Linked DNA regions of Sus scrofa: region 2 is linked to region 1. Evidence: chromatin contacts called from public Hi-C data. All regions are on one chromosome and are shown on one strand. Each heading gives the region's core, a stretch centred on a gene start, on an enhancer-like site or on the middle of the called end of the contact. The rest is flanking DNA. Distances are from core to core; before and after follow the strand shown.

Evidence for each region. A called contact is a pair of places that touch in the nucleus more often than the background predicts.
Region 2: a Hi-C map of embryonic fibroblasts shows a contact between it and region 1, with 2.4 times the contacts expected there. The contact joins two enhancer-like sites. A contact is called at or near these places in 3 of 47 Hi-C or Micro-C datasets (adipocytes, embryonic fibroblasts and fibroblasts).

What each region holds. Positions count from the first base shown.
Region 1 is chr7:8,185,869-8,192,768 of Sscrofa11.1, reverse strand. No RefSeq gene overlaps it. Among named protein-coding and RNA genes, the nearest start is that of MIR7136, 54 kb to the right of the region's middle. Within about 2 kb of position 5,253, at least 36 of the 83 cell types and tissues checked have an H3K27ac peak or open chromatin away from gene starts, as enhancers often do. A contact at or near this core is called in embryonic fibroblasts, where this site is marked.
Region 2 is chr7:8,267,776-8,274,651 of Sscrofa11.1, reverse strand. It overlaps ADTRP (androgen-dependent TFPI-regulating protein), which reads left to right. Exons shown (of 5, transcript XM_021100192.1): 3 at 297-412. Among named protein-coding and RNA genes, the nearest start is that of ADTRP, 42 kb to the left of the region's middle. Within about 2 kb of position 3,056, at least 18 of the 83 cell types and tissues checked have an H3K27ac peak or open chromatin away from gene starts, as enhancers often do. A contact at or near this core is called in embryonic fibroblasts, where this site is marked.

The DNA.
Region 1 (6,900 bases), core at 4,004-6,503:
AGTAGTGTCTAAAGCTGTGTTTCTCAACCTAGTTTTCATTATTGCTCCCTAAGGAGAATTTTCAGACATTTTTTCCTAAATTTCCCCCATTATGTAGTTTTGAGATAACAGATACACAGTATATCTGCTTATACTCTATGTATATCCAGGCTTTATACATAAATAGTAGAATTTATGTATTTTCCCTTTTCAGGGTTGATATTCCTGTTGAGAATGCATGGTCTAGAAGATGTGTCCAGCAGGGGCATCACAACCCCATGTTGCTATGAATCAATAATAGCAGTGTATCTTATTCCTTGGCATCTTTGGTCCCCTACCCATCTTCATCCATCTCTGAGTTACCTGGGATTTTTCCAATAGGGTCCTATCTTGGTTCACATTTACCTGGAAGCATACGCTAAGGCAAGAGTTCAAGTGTAGATAGTTTATTTGGGAGGTGATCCCAGAACACCAGCAGGAGAGCTGGGGAGTAGAACGGAGAAAGAAGCAGTTGAGTGTGTTGCCAAGCCAGTTACCACCATGAGCAAATGGAGCTCAAGCTCATGGGGCACTCTAGGTGAGAGAGTAAAGCATACACCAGAAGCATCCCACCCAAGGGACAAGGCAGTTCACCAATAACCCCCAGTCATTGGTTAAGTGCTGCTGCCAGGGAAAGTGCCCCTTTCCTACCCTTCTAGTCTGCTGTGGGTGAGCAGAGCAGCTCTGGAGACTGCAGAAAGCCTTCAGGTAAAGAAGGCAAATGCTGGTAGCTGAAAGTGCCTGGAAGTGAAAAGGGTCCAAGGGACACAGTCAGGGCACTGGGATTGAGAGACAGATGAAAAGCATGAAGTCATGGACTCTAAGCAAGGATTTCAGTGACTGTGCCCAGAGGATGGGGCTGGGGTAGCTGGAAACCAAAAGCGAAGTTTGAGCTCAGCCTACTGAATTACATTATTAGCTGAATCCATACTTCATCATGTTTCCTTTGTACATGTAAGAACATTGATCAGGAGAGAGCTGGAATGCAGATGAATGGGAGGATATACAGACCTCCAGTTTTCCCAACCCTTAGCCCACTCTTAGCCCCTCTTGCCTCCCTTAGCATCCTCTCCTTCTTTGTCTGATTGGGTTCTTCATGTCTGGCCTAAGAACACTGCTACCTTCTCCCAAAGGCCATTAGTCAGTTACCTTGGAAGAGGGAACAGATTCTCTTCATGCTTACCCTGCCCCATACACACTGATCCTGGCTATCCCGAGACCTGTAACTAAAGTGAGCCCAGCATTTCCCAGGAGCAAAGGGATATTTACAATGTCAACAAGATATATCCACCAAAAGATGTATAGGACTTTGCTCCGTTATGTTGGTAAGGATCTGAAAATGTGTGAGGAAAGGGATCCTGGAGGCTCTTGTTCATGGAGGAAGGACCATCATTTTTATCAGGGAAATTTGGATGCACTCAGCAGTGATAGATAGAGTGATGCTAGTTTGAGCAGCTGAGAGTTTGCTTGCTGGTTAAGGAAGACTTGAGGACAGTTGGGAGAGTAGTCTAGGGAAAGTTTAGATGCCTGAAATGGTGGGGTTGATTGGAGAAAAGAATTCAAAGATGTCAAGAGAAAGGAATGTGGCTGTGGATTTAGCCCTATAGATGATCTCATTGTCAAGGCCTAGATAGAGACGGATGAGGGAAATGCCAGCATCTTTGAAAAGCAGCATAGTGACTATTCTCTGTGGACTTGGGATACTGGTAGAAACAGGACTCTTTGATTACAAAAAAGAAACATGAGAAAATCCCGAGGTGGCAAAGAGCAGGTAGTTACACCACGACAGTAAGATACAAATGGGTGTGGTTACCTTAATAGATATTAGGGCACGTCAGAATAGATGGTCCTGCCGGGATTTCAGGGTGTGATAGATTGGTCATGGAGATTCTGGCCCAGCTTGATGTATATAACTAAAAACATTTCAGGTCTGTTGAATCAGGGCTACCACAGTATCTGAAAGTTGGGGCCATTTCTAAATCCCAGTCAATTCACAGAGCCACATCCTCTAGTGATGGGGCAAAGAGAATGCTTAAGGAATCACATTCTACCAGTACTGCAAGTGTATTCTGTAAGTTTTCCTCCTTGCCTTCCGCAAAGGTACTTGTGTTATTTTATATAAATCTGTTTATGTAAGTCATTGTACTGGGGAAAGGAAGATGCACGAACTTTTTTAGAAATGTTTGGACTCTGGCTTCAAACCAACAGTACTATAAAAGGCAGGGGACTAGTAGAGATCAAGTAATTAATTTTGGAGTGTGTGTACTGGCCTTTTCTTTTTCTTTTGGTGGAGGGGAAATAAAATAAACACGGAGAAGAGTGCAAAAATCATGGTGAGTTTTCACTCCTGTGACAGTATCTATTCCTCCCTTCCATCACTGAATTCCTTCTCATCCTGCAGCTCCTTGTCTCAACTCCCTTCTCCTTCCCATCCCAGGACCTTTGAACTTGCTACTTTCTGCTTTGCACATTCTTCCCAGGTCCTCCCACCCCTTTATCCGTCTAATTCCTTTTCATCCTTCAAACCTCAACTCCAGACAGGGTCACTTCTCTAAGAAACCTTGACTGCTTCCATTTCTCCTCGAATCTAGGTCAGCTTCTTTCATTCAGCAACATCATGGGACAGTGTTCCTTTCCTTCAGAGCACCCTCCTCAGTTTGTTTCTCTACATTCTTGTGGGTGATTTGATTAGTGTCTGGTTCCTCCACTAGACAATAAGCACCCCAAGGGCAGAAACCACACGTTTTTCTTCATCACTCTATCCCATCACTTCATGTACAGTACAATACCTAGCATGATAGACACTCAATAAATATTTCTCAAATATGTGACTGGGTAAATGCATAGACATGCCTTTTTATTTTGAAAAAAGAGTCTTGTAAGAGTTAAAATTTGGCATAAATTTAGTATGGCCGCACTTTCCTCTTATAACTCTGAACAGGGGCAGAAAAATATCATCCCCCTCACTACAGACGCCTGCAGGTGTAAGTGTCCCCCTTGCAAAATGGCCTAGATCAGTAGTATCGCTTTGTGATAGTTGCTCTAAATGGAACAGAATTTTAGCTAGACTGCAAAAGCTGGCTTGGGGTCTGAAAAAAATGAGGTTGCACAGCAAGTGATAAAAAGGGAAAATTGAACCATCCACGATCTCCTTGTGCTTCGTTTCAGCATCTTGTGGGCTCATTGGCCTAGAAGGGGCTGATGGAAGGGTTTGTAGGCTGAGAGACTGGAGTTTAATTGGTTGGTGAAACTCTAGTAAAACTTTGTTTCAAGTCTTTAATTTCACCATACTTCCCTTTTAACAAACTTCAAGGAAATAACTCACCCTGTACTGCAACGGTGTGCTGCCAAAGAGCTACCAAATAAGAAAGGCACATGTTTCCTGAATTTGGGTGAATGAACCACAACACTCACTTAAAAAGCTTTTTTTTACGAGCAGGGAGGACACCCAAGAGGTTTTCCTTCACAGTGTTGTTTTTCTAATGAAAATATTTGGTGCCACCTGCTGGCAAAATCCGCATGAACATCCTAGCAGCCACAGTGTAACTATGTCTTTCAAATGAACTTGGTATGAAAAGCCCTGATACACCTTATTTGGTAAATTTTTTAAGAATATAGAGGATTTAAGTGTCTTACTGAGAAAAATCCCATCTGAGATATCCCACCACTTGGGGCAATTTGTGTTCCTGCCAAGGTCTTTCTCTTAAGTGAAATTTTTCTGTAATATATTTTACACAGAGTTCATTTTTGAGCTAAAAGAGGACAAATGAGAGGAGAAGGAATTGCCCAGAAATCCCTTAGGCTCCTTCCAATCTCTAGCATACTACAATTCAGAAGGTTTGAGAGTGTTTCTGAAGCTAACATTTAATATCTTAAGAAGCCCATGCCAAGCCCATACCAATTTTAACTAGCTGACGTAATTAACGCAAATTATGTTTCAGGGAAATCCACCCCCTTATAAATCAACCATGTTTTAAAATCTCCACATGCATAAGCCATGTGGATGAATAACAAGGAAAAAAAATAATTTTCCTGGAAATGTGTAGGTTGATTAGCAGAGGCAAGCTCTGTGTGCCTCATACTTTAGAGCAACATTCATAGTAAAGGCATCGTTTAGTGTGCTGGCCTTAGGTAGTTTGGTCCTAAGTATCAGTCAGTACAGAAAAACAACAAGACTTAGCAGATTGCTAGTGTTTCATGCACTGGACAGCTTATCACTGGACTTTATCAATCCTTAAGAGAGAACAGCCCCCAGAAACAGCCCGGCAAGAGCCTGAAGTCTCTGAAAAATCTTTTGATTCAAGCCTTTCTTTTTACAGACAAATAAAGGGAGGTCCTAGTGTAGGTGACTTTTCCACGGACCCTTAGCAAGTGAGAGAAGAGCCAGAGATAGACGTGAGGTCTCCTAATTCCAGGCTTTCACTTCTCCCTCCCCCTCAGGCTTGTTATAACTAATGTCTTCCTGTAGGGTGGTGCAAAATACAGAGATGATGGGAGAAGTGGCAAAAGCTACTCGAGTGTATATAATATACGTCACTTAGACTGGATGTCTTTCTCCTTTAAAGAAATAAATAAAGCTCTTAATGTGAAATAAAGGGGGAAGGGAGAAAGCCCTGTCTCAGCTAGGCGGAGGGCGTGCAGCAGAGCAAACGCTGCCCCCCTGTTGTTAAGCATCCACTGTGTGCCCAGATACTTTCACACCTTTTCTTCCAGTACCATGGATATTCTTCAAATAACATGATATGTCCATTTCGTAGTCAACTAATGCTTAGACGGCTAAATTACCCACCACTGTGTGGTCATAAAAGGCAGAACCAGCAGATGAAACCAGGGCTCCTAACCCCAAACCTCATCCTTGTTCAATTCACGAGGCTGCCTTCTCTTAGCAGAACCATAGCTGCAGCCATTCTTATGTGAGACCTGGATAGGAAACCGGGCAGAGGCACAAAACATCCACCTAAGTATGGATGTTCTCCTCCAGGAACCTAAGTAGGTGCTGTTTCCAGTCAGCCAAATTAATACAAAGAGCTACCCCAGGCAGTGTAACCTTGGTAGCTGTTGAGCTCAGCATTTGCCTTTAAATGAGAATTATTGACTCAGGGTGAAACCTTCAGTTCAAGCATGAGTCATGCAGCCTCGCAGACCTCGGTTTGTTTTTAGCCGAGTGCTGGGGGTGTGTGTTCACCAGCAAAGCATGTCGCAGAGGATGTAGACACACACATACACTCATCTGCCTATTACAGCTGCCCCAGGCATCTCTCTCCTGACAGAACAGGGACTGTTTCTGACCCCTACACATCCTTAAGGAATGCGATCTTTGCAGAGATCACGGGCAGGAAATGACCTTGAGGAAAGTCGCTTGATGTCATTCCTTGAATATTCGTCTGTCAGCTCCCAAAACAGGAATGAGGTAGTGAGTGTCTGCTTCAGCTGTACAAACAGGGGCCACCAAAGGATTGCAGGAAAGAAAAGAGCTGGTAATCATTGTAATTTATATGTGGACCAAATATGGAAGCACCAGTAGGAGGCTACTTGGTATTGTGATTCAGATGAACTCAAGCTTAGACCCTGCAGCTGACATTTGTAGGACATTGAACAACATACATAATGTCTCAGTTTTCCCATCTGCTTGGTGGGCCTCAGAGCATAATACAAGTAGTCAGTCCCTGATAAATGCTGCTTCTCATTCTTTATCTCTCCAACCCCCATGATGTGGTCAGAAGTCTCTGGTGCCCACCCGACCCAAGCATTGAGGTCACACTGATGCTAAAACAGAGCAAATCAGCAAGCTTGATGTTTAATACAAAAGTACTTACATCAGATTCTCGAAAGGGTTCATTTTCCCCAAAATGTTTAAGAATCACTACTATAACTTCTTCCTCGCAATACCCAGAACTCTTCCCTTTTCTCCTTGGCAACTGTCATCACTTCAGTCCGTGGCCTCATCACCTCTCCCCAAATACTGCAGCACGTCCTCCCTGCCCCCATGCCTTCAGTCTGCCCCCGCCCCTACCCCCATTCCCCGCACTGCTGCCAGAGCGACTCTGACATGTCAGTGGAAGGCATTGGGTGTTATTGGTTATCTCCCAGCAGCATTCCCCTGCCTGCTTTCAAACAAAGCCTGGATTTTATTCAGGTATGTAACTCCCTTTCCACCCCATGTGGATGAACACTGCCCCTGCCTCCGTCTCCTTAAGTGAGCCTGATTGGTCTGAGTCAACCTGTTGGCCGTACCAGTGACTAGTTTAGTATTGGTCCACATCTCAACCATGTGTGAGGAAAGGGTTTTGGCTATTTCTTGAAATGTTCCCCATCATTCTTATCTACAGGCCACAAAGCATGCATTACTCAGTCCCTGTACGGTCCCTCTGCCTCGTTCATTGACATGTGTCGGTGCCCCACTTGAGACTGTAAGCTCATGGAATACACCTTTTCAACCCATTCCCAATACAATAGGGCGTATGGTAGGCTCTAGGAGATAAAGAGACAAAGATCCTAGCTCACAATTAAAAATACGTATATGTCCACTTGGTGGTCATGTTTGGCTACAGATTCTCATGTTGTAGTTGTTTTCCTAGAACATGATGCCAGGCCAGAATCCATCCTTCTTTTCTAATTAGGAAATGGTTCCTAAGTGATTATATGGCCACAACAAATCAAGGTTTTAGGACGCCAAAGACAGACAGACTTTCAACACCCTGTGTTCTCAGCAGAGACAATATCATGTACGGGCTGAGTCATCAAAATCAACAAGACAGGTAGTCGAAAGGATCCTGGTAACACCTGTGGGAGAATAAAGTAGATGTAAGATAAAAGGTCCACTCACCAAAATCATTAAATTAAAAATCCTGCCTATCCTTATACTGTCCAGAGGACAAATGA
Region 2 (6,876 bases), core at 1,807-4,306, 84 kb before region 1:
GTGTGTGTTTGTGTGTGTGTGAGAGAGAGAGAGAGAGAAGAGGGGAGGTACTACACAGGACCAGAGAGGAGACAGCATGTTACAAAGAGCCCTGGTAGCCAGACAAAGGAGTTTGTAGGCAATAGAGAGACCCATTGTAGGTCGTTGGCATCTAAGGAGTACTATCCACGACAAATTTTGGAAAGTTTCTTTTGGTACTTGTGTAAGAAGGTAGGTTGGAGGGGAAGAGAGAATTAGGGGCACTGTAGGCAGCCAAGGCACCTTGACATTGGGATGTGTCATCTTTGTTCCTGCAGCACACAGCCATACTGCCCTTCTCACTGGTCGAAATCATCCTCAGGCCACACTGCTATCCACTGAAGACGAAAGGACTCACCTTGTTTGCTGCTGTTAGCCTCGCTTATATAAGCAGGTAAGAACTGCAGAAAGAAAATCAACTTAGACTTGTCATTGCAGGCTCTGAGGAATATTCCAAAAGAAGCATACTGTTCTACAGGAGTGTCTTTACAGGGATTTTACCATCTTCAAATTTTCAGGAAAAAGGAATCTTATTGTTTGCTTTTAACTGTCATGGAAACATCACATGCACAAGAACACACAAGCATGGGCACACACATACATAGCGAGTCATGAGTTCCCTTCTCCCGCTCCTGAAGAATTCATCATTGCAAAGCCACACATGTTACTTTCCTCATGAAAACACTGATCTTTGGTTCCATTTGTAATTAAAATATCGAATGGCTGAATGATCTAAGGCATCTAAATGAGCCATCTCAAAAGGCATTTGACAGGTTGAGCATACAAGGTTTGGTCCATTCCTGTTGCCTATGTCATTATTAGCTTATTTGCATTAACATCTGGCACTAAAGCACTTAGAGGGCATTTGGGCAATTGCCCAGGGTCTTGCAGAATACCCTAGCTGGAGGCATGAGAAATAATTTAAGTAGCTGGCCTAGATTTCATCATCCAGCCACCTGGTGACACTAATTCTCAGAAATGCTGCCCAATGTCTATAGTCAGAGGAAAGTGCTTGGCCTTCCACCCAGTGACTGGAAAACCCCCTTTCCATTCTCTAGCCTTCTCACCCAGAGCCTCTTGCTCTACTGAGAGGGGCATGCCAAGAATAATACCTGCAGACTGGAAGTGAATTATGATGTTCCTTCTATAGCCTAGACTCACATAAGGCTTTCACATCTGGTAGTCTGGATAATTCCCCAATCCCTATGTGGGGGAAAGCTGAATTTAGGGCAGTGCTCTGTCAGAAACAGAAACCAGGAAGAGAACATGAGCCAAAGGATTAGGCTCCAGAAGGGCCTGTCTCATGGGATTCACCAGCCTTTGTCTTACAGCCGGTAACCTTTGTGCCCAAAACTCAGGTGACGGTTCTTCCTTTAGCCTTCCTTTCCCCTCTGCAAGGTATGTTCCTCCCACCCTCCTACATTCTCAGTGCTCAAGTCTTTCTTGCTTCTCCTTTCTCAAAGTAAGCACTTGCTCAGTAAATTACCCCAAGACTCCAGTGATCTACACTGTTCTCCAACCTAGGGCTTTTGCAATTTAACAAAGGACACTTTTAGAGAATAAGACATAAATTGGGGATGTACTGGTAGTTGAGGTCTGGAACACTGTGTTGTGAAGGATTCTGAAGCCCTACCAAAAGAGTTGTGCTATCATTTAGCAAGATCTGCCAATAGCGTGCAGGTGGAGAATGGTGGGACATGTGCCACGTATATTTCAAGTCTGGCTTAATGCAAAGGAATAAATCCCTAAAGATAGACTATCTAGCACCTAGGGTAGAGTAAGAGTGTATACACAAGGATATTTCTTTCTGCTGCATGTCTTGAGGAGAAGCAGGGTGGTAGCTGGTTGATTATGCACATGAATTTCCACACTTTTTTGGGAGAAGGGTAGACTTTAATCTGATTTACTCTTTCTTACAAAATGTAACTTCTGGAGTTCATATATGAGATAGCACTTTTAAATTATTATTATTTTTTTCTTCCTAAGGACTTGGAAGCTGATCATCAATCTTCATATCTAATCCTTTTTTTTTTTTTAGGGCCATATATGTGGCATATGGAAGTTCCCAGGCTAGAGGTCTAATTGGAGCTACAGATGTTGGCCTACGCCACAGCCACAACAATGCTGGAACCAAGCCGATTTATTCCTTTGCATTAAGCCAGGCTTAAAGTCATGTGCAAAATCAACCAGCTACACCATAGCTCAAGGCAATGCCGGGTCCTTAACCCACTGAACAGGGCTAAGGATCCAACCCGCATCCTCATGGTTACTAGTCAGGTTCGTTATTGCTGAGCTGCAACGGGAACTCCAAATCAAGGACTTCTATTTCCAAATCCAGTTCTCTTTTCAATATATTCAGATGGCCAGGTATCTGTTCAGCTTTCTATTTGTGTAAAACACACTCTGCTAAATGCTGGAGTGGTGAGAATGCAAAAAAGCTTACCATCATCTCTACAGCCTAGAAGCTTTCCCGATGTTGTTGCTTCCAGCTTTGTGCTCAGATTGTATGTTAAAGTGATGTAACTGAACAAATGAAGGGAAGGGGTAGGGATCTATCACCAGCAGGAATGTGACTGGGGAGCCCTGGCGGGGAGCCCAAGTGGTTTGGGATTTGAACCTTATTGTTAACGAAGTACAAAATCAGCAGTTTGTCCACTGGGCCTCATTTTTGCTAGAAGCAAATATACCTGTGTGTGGGCATTTTATCCTGCCCCACTGACTGATGTTTCCCCAGTTCTGTCTGCTCCCTCATCAGGGGAGCTCAGATTCCTTGCTGCCAGCTACCTCCACCTTTATGCAACACTTTGGGGGCCCATATGCCTTCCCGGCCACAGATGGCCATCAACAAGTTCCACAAACTGTGGATAACCATGGAGATATTTTAGGGAAGTGGCTGTGGGTCAGCTGTTAGGCGTGCCAGTTTGGATGCTCAAATAGGGAAACAGCTTAGCAGGAATGAGGTAAAGAATATGGTCCTGGGCCAGAGAGAGCGTGAGAAACAAAAAACGGCAATAACCCTGAGCTGGAGAAGCATTTCACTGCCGAAACCACGTCACAATGACCTAAAAATAGCCACTGAGACCATGGGGACTGCCTCATATGTGGCACTTGATTTTTGTTATTTTTCAGATTGCAAAATTGGAGGGCTGGCCCCTGAGAGGGAAAATAAAGCTTTGCAAAGTAGTAATAACTGTAAATCTTTCATTTCCTTTGGAAAGCATTAGTCATCTGTAAATATGGTAGCTCGCTCACTCCTCCCCTCTCTTTCACCCCCAAAACATCACCTAGCTTTCCCTAAGGCAGTGCTGAGGAGCAGGAAAAGAGAAATGTTCCTACTGCTGTTCATCCCTTTATTGAACAAATATTTCCCCTCAAGCAGGACTGGTCCTGCTGGGAAAAGCAGAGTTATATAAGGCCAAGCACCAGTCTGCAGGGGGTCTGTACTTAGTAAGTGGAGATGAACCATGCATACACATTATAAGAACACAAGATGGAAAGTGATAAAGTGTAATAACAAACAGGAGTCAAAAGGAACATGAGGAGGAAGTAGTTGCATCTGTCTGGGCAGTGTGGTAAGGACTTCATGAAAGGGGTCATTGGATCTAGGCCCTGAGGGACTGGCTGGATTGGAGCAGCTAAAAAGTAAAATTAAATTAAAAAAAAAAAAAAAAAGGGAAAAAATGAACAACACAGTACAGTCCCCAAATCAAGGGAGCAGAGATCAATGGTCAGCAATTTTCTGTAGCCAGACCTACTAGTGAAAGAGACTAACAGGAAATCACCCTGGAACTGCCTGCTTATAGAGACTTGTGGATGGCAGGGTGGAGAGGCCAGATACGGTACATACAATGTGAGATAGGGTTGTTGCTGCTGTTTGGCATGAAGGCAGGAGTGAAAATTATTAGCAACGTGGCCAGAGAATGATGCTTCAAAAAGACTATCTTGACAATAATGCTTAAAATGGATTGACATGGTAAGACATGGGAAGCGAAATAGAATAAAGCAATATGCAAATAAAAGTTAGCCGAAATATTCTTTTTTTTTTTTTTTTTTTTTTTTTTTTTTTGGCTTTTTAGGGCGGCATATGGAAGTTCCCAGGCTACGGGTTGAATCAGAGCTACAGCTGCTGGTCTACACCATAGCCAGAGCAACGTGGGATCCGAGCCACGTCTGCGACCTACACCACAGCTAACAGCAACGCCAGATCCTTTAACCCACTGAGTGAGGACAAGGGTAGAACCTGTGTCCTCATGGATACTAATCAGGTTTTTTTCCACTGCACCACAATGGAAACCCCCCAGCCAAAATATTCTTAAGTCATCTAATTCAATCACAACGTTGTATTCTTCATCTGTGGTTACTTCACAGCTTCAGTGTCATTCCACATCTGGGTGCTTAGTCCTCCAAAACCTCCATCTCCAAAGAATTCTAATAATCCAGTGAGTGTCCACACATGCCCATGCTGTGCACTGTCCTGAGCATCTCTCTCCCACACAGACAGTAAAGCCATACTACCAGGTCTCCTGGACTGAACACCTCCACTGGACTCTGCTTTAAGGTTAGCATGCTACTCCAGCTGCTGTTGCTGCCAGCACTGCCACTGCCCATTAGTCTCCTGGGTTGGCAGAAGTAGAAAACTGCTACCAGCCACTGCAACAGCCACATCTGGCCCGTGGTGCACCATCACCTTGGTCTTGGTAGACCAGAAGTCTGCTGATGCTCTCAGTGTCTCTGCTAGTATGTAAGGCACTGCATGCCCAAGTACAAGTGTCATACAGATATTCAGTTATAACCTAACCTGGAGGGAGACAGTTGTAAAGTCATTTCTCCATAGCAGTTCCTACAGGGCAACAGAGATGATTCCTTTCTTCTACACTATGCCCACTCAGGTGATACCCCCCCAGTGAAGCTGCCAGGACACCTCAGGTATAATAACTCTCTAAATCTGGGCACCCATTTACATATGCACACTTACACATATAGACATCTTATCCCACGAATACATTTGGGTGGAAAACCTAAATAGGCATTTCTCCAAAGAAGACATATAGATGGCCAACAGGCTCATGAAAAAATGCTCAACATCACTAATTATTAGAGAAATGCAAATCAAAACCACCATGAGACACCACCTCACATCAGTCAGAATGGCCAACATTAACAAGTCAACAAATAACAAATGCTGGAGAGGGTATGGAGAAAAGGGTACCCTCCTTCACTGTTGGTGTCTATAAAAATTGGTACAACCACTACAGAAAACAGTACGGAGGTACCTTGGAAAACTAAATAGAGAACTACCATATGATCCAGAAATCCCACTCCTGGGCATACATCCACATAAAACATTCATCCCAAGAGATACATGCCCCTGTATATTCATTGCAGCACTGTTTACAATAGCCAAGGCATGGAAACAACCTAAATGTCCATCAACAGATGAATGGATTAAGAAGATGTGGTATATATACACAACGGAATACTACTCAGCCACAAAAAAGACAAACTAATGCCATTTGTAGCAACACGGATGGAACTAGATTCTCATACTAAGTGAAGTAAGCCAAAAAAGAAGACAAATATCATATGATACCACTTATTTGTGGAATCTAAAATATGGCACAGATGATGCTCTCTACAAAACAAGGAGAGCAGACCTGTGGTTCCCAGGCGGTGGGTGGAGGGAGTGGGATGGACAGGCAGTTTGGGGTTTTTGGTGCAAACTGTTATATTTAGAACGGATGGGCAATGATGCCCTATTGTACAGCACAGGAAACTGTGTGTAGTTGGGTCACTGTGCTGTACAACAAAAATTGAAGAAGCATTTTAAATCAACTATACTTTAATTTAAAAAAAAAAAAAACTGCCAGAGGGGCAGACTAAGCTGAGCTCCAGGATTAGCTTCCTTGTTATACTCAGCATCAACAATGCTCTCCTACTCCCACCGTTACTAGAGCCACTGTTATCCTTTCCTGAAATATGACCTTCATCTGGGACCATCTAGATGCACGACAATTTTATAACTTAGAATCTTAGTGGGGATCAGAAACTCAGCATGATTTTCCACAAAAAGGATTCCCCAGCCCTTGTGTAAATTAGTATATGAAAATAAATATGAAGATACCACACACTTTTCTTTATTATCAACATCTGAGGTACAGGCCAGCCAGCATGCAAACTGAAGAGGGGAGGAGGTGGAGAGCTAAGCGTGAAAATAATTATCTAGATGATCTAAACTTCTCATTCTTCCTGCCCAAAACTCAGCTCCTGCTCACCCAAAATGCCTGTTACAGAAGTTAGAAATAAGAAGATCCTGAAAAGGGATACAGCTATACAATAAGGAAGGAGAGACATACCTGAGAAATATTTTGTGTATAACAGAATAGGTTTTGTGGATTAACTGGCATGTAGTGAACAAATGAAAAGGAAAAATCAAGGATTATTCCAAGAATTTTCAGCTGGTGGACCAGGAAGATGGTGATTCCATTAATAGATCTAGAGAAGTTAGTTAAGAAATAATTTTGGATTTAACTAAAAAAAAATGGATTGATGGATCCAGTTTAATATGGATTAATGGAACAGAATAGAGAGCCCAAAAATAAGACCACACACCTATGGTCAAGAAATCTTCAACAAAGAAGGCAAGAATATACAATGGGGAAAAGACAGTCTTATCAGCAAGTAGTGTTGGGAAAGCTGGACAGCCTCATGTAAATCAATGAAATTAGAACATACTCTCACACCATACACAAAAATAAACTCGAAATGGTTTAAAGACTTAAGTATAAGACACGACATCATAAAACTCCCAGAAGAGAACATAGGCAAAACATTCTCTGACATAAATTGTACCAATGTTTT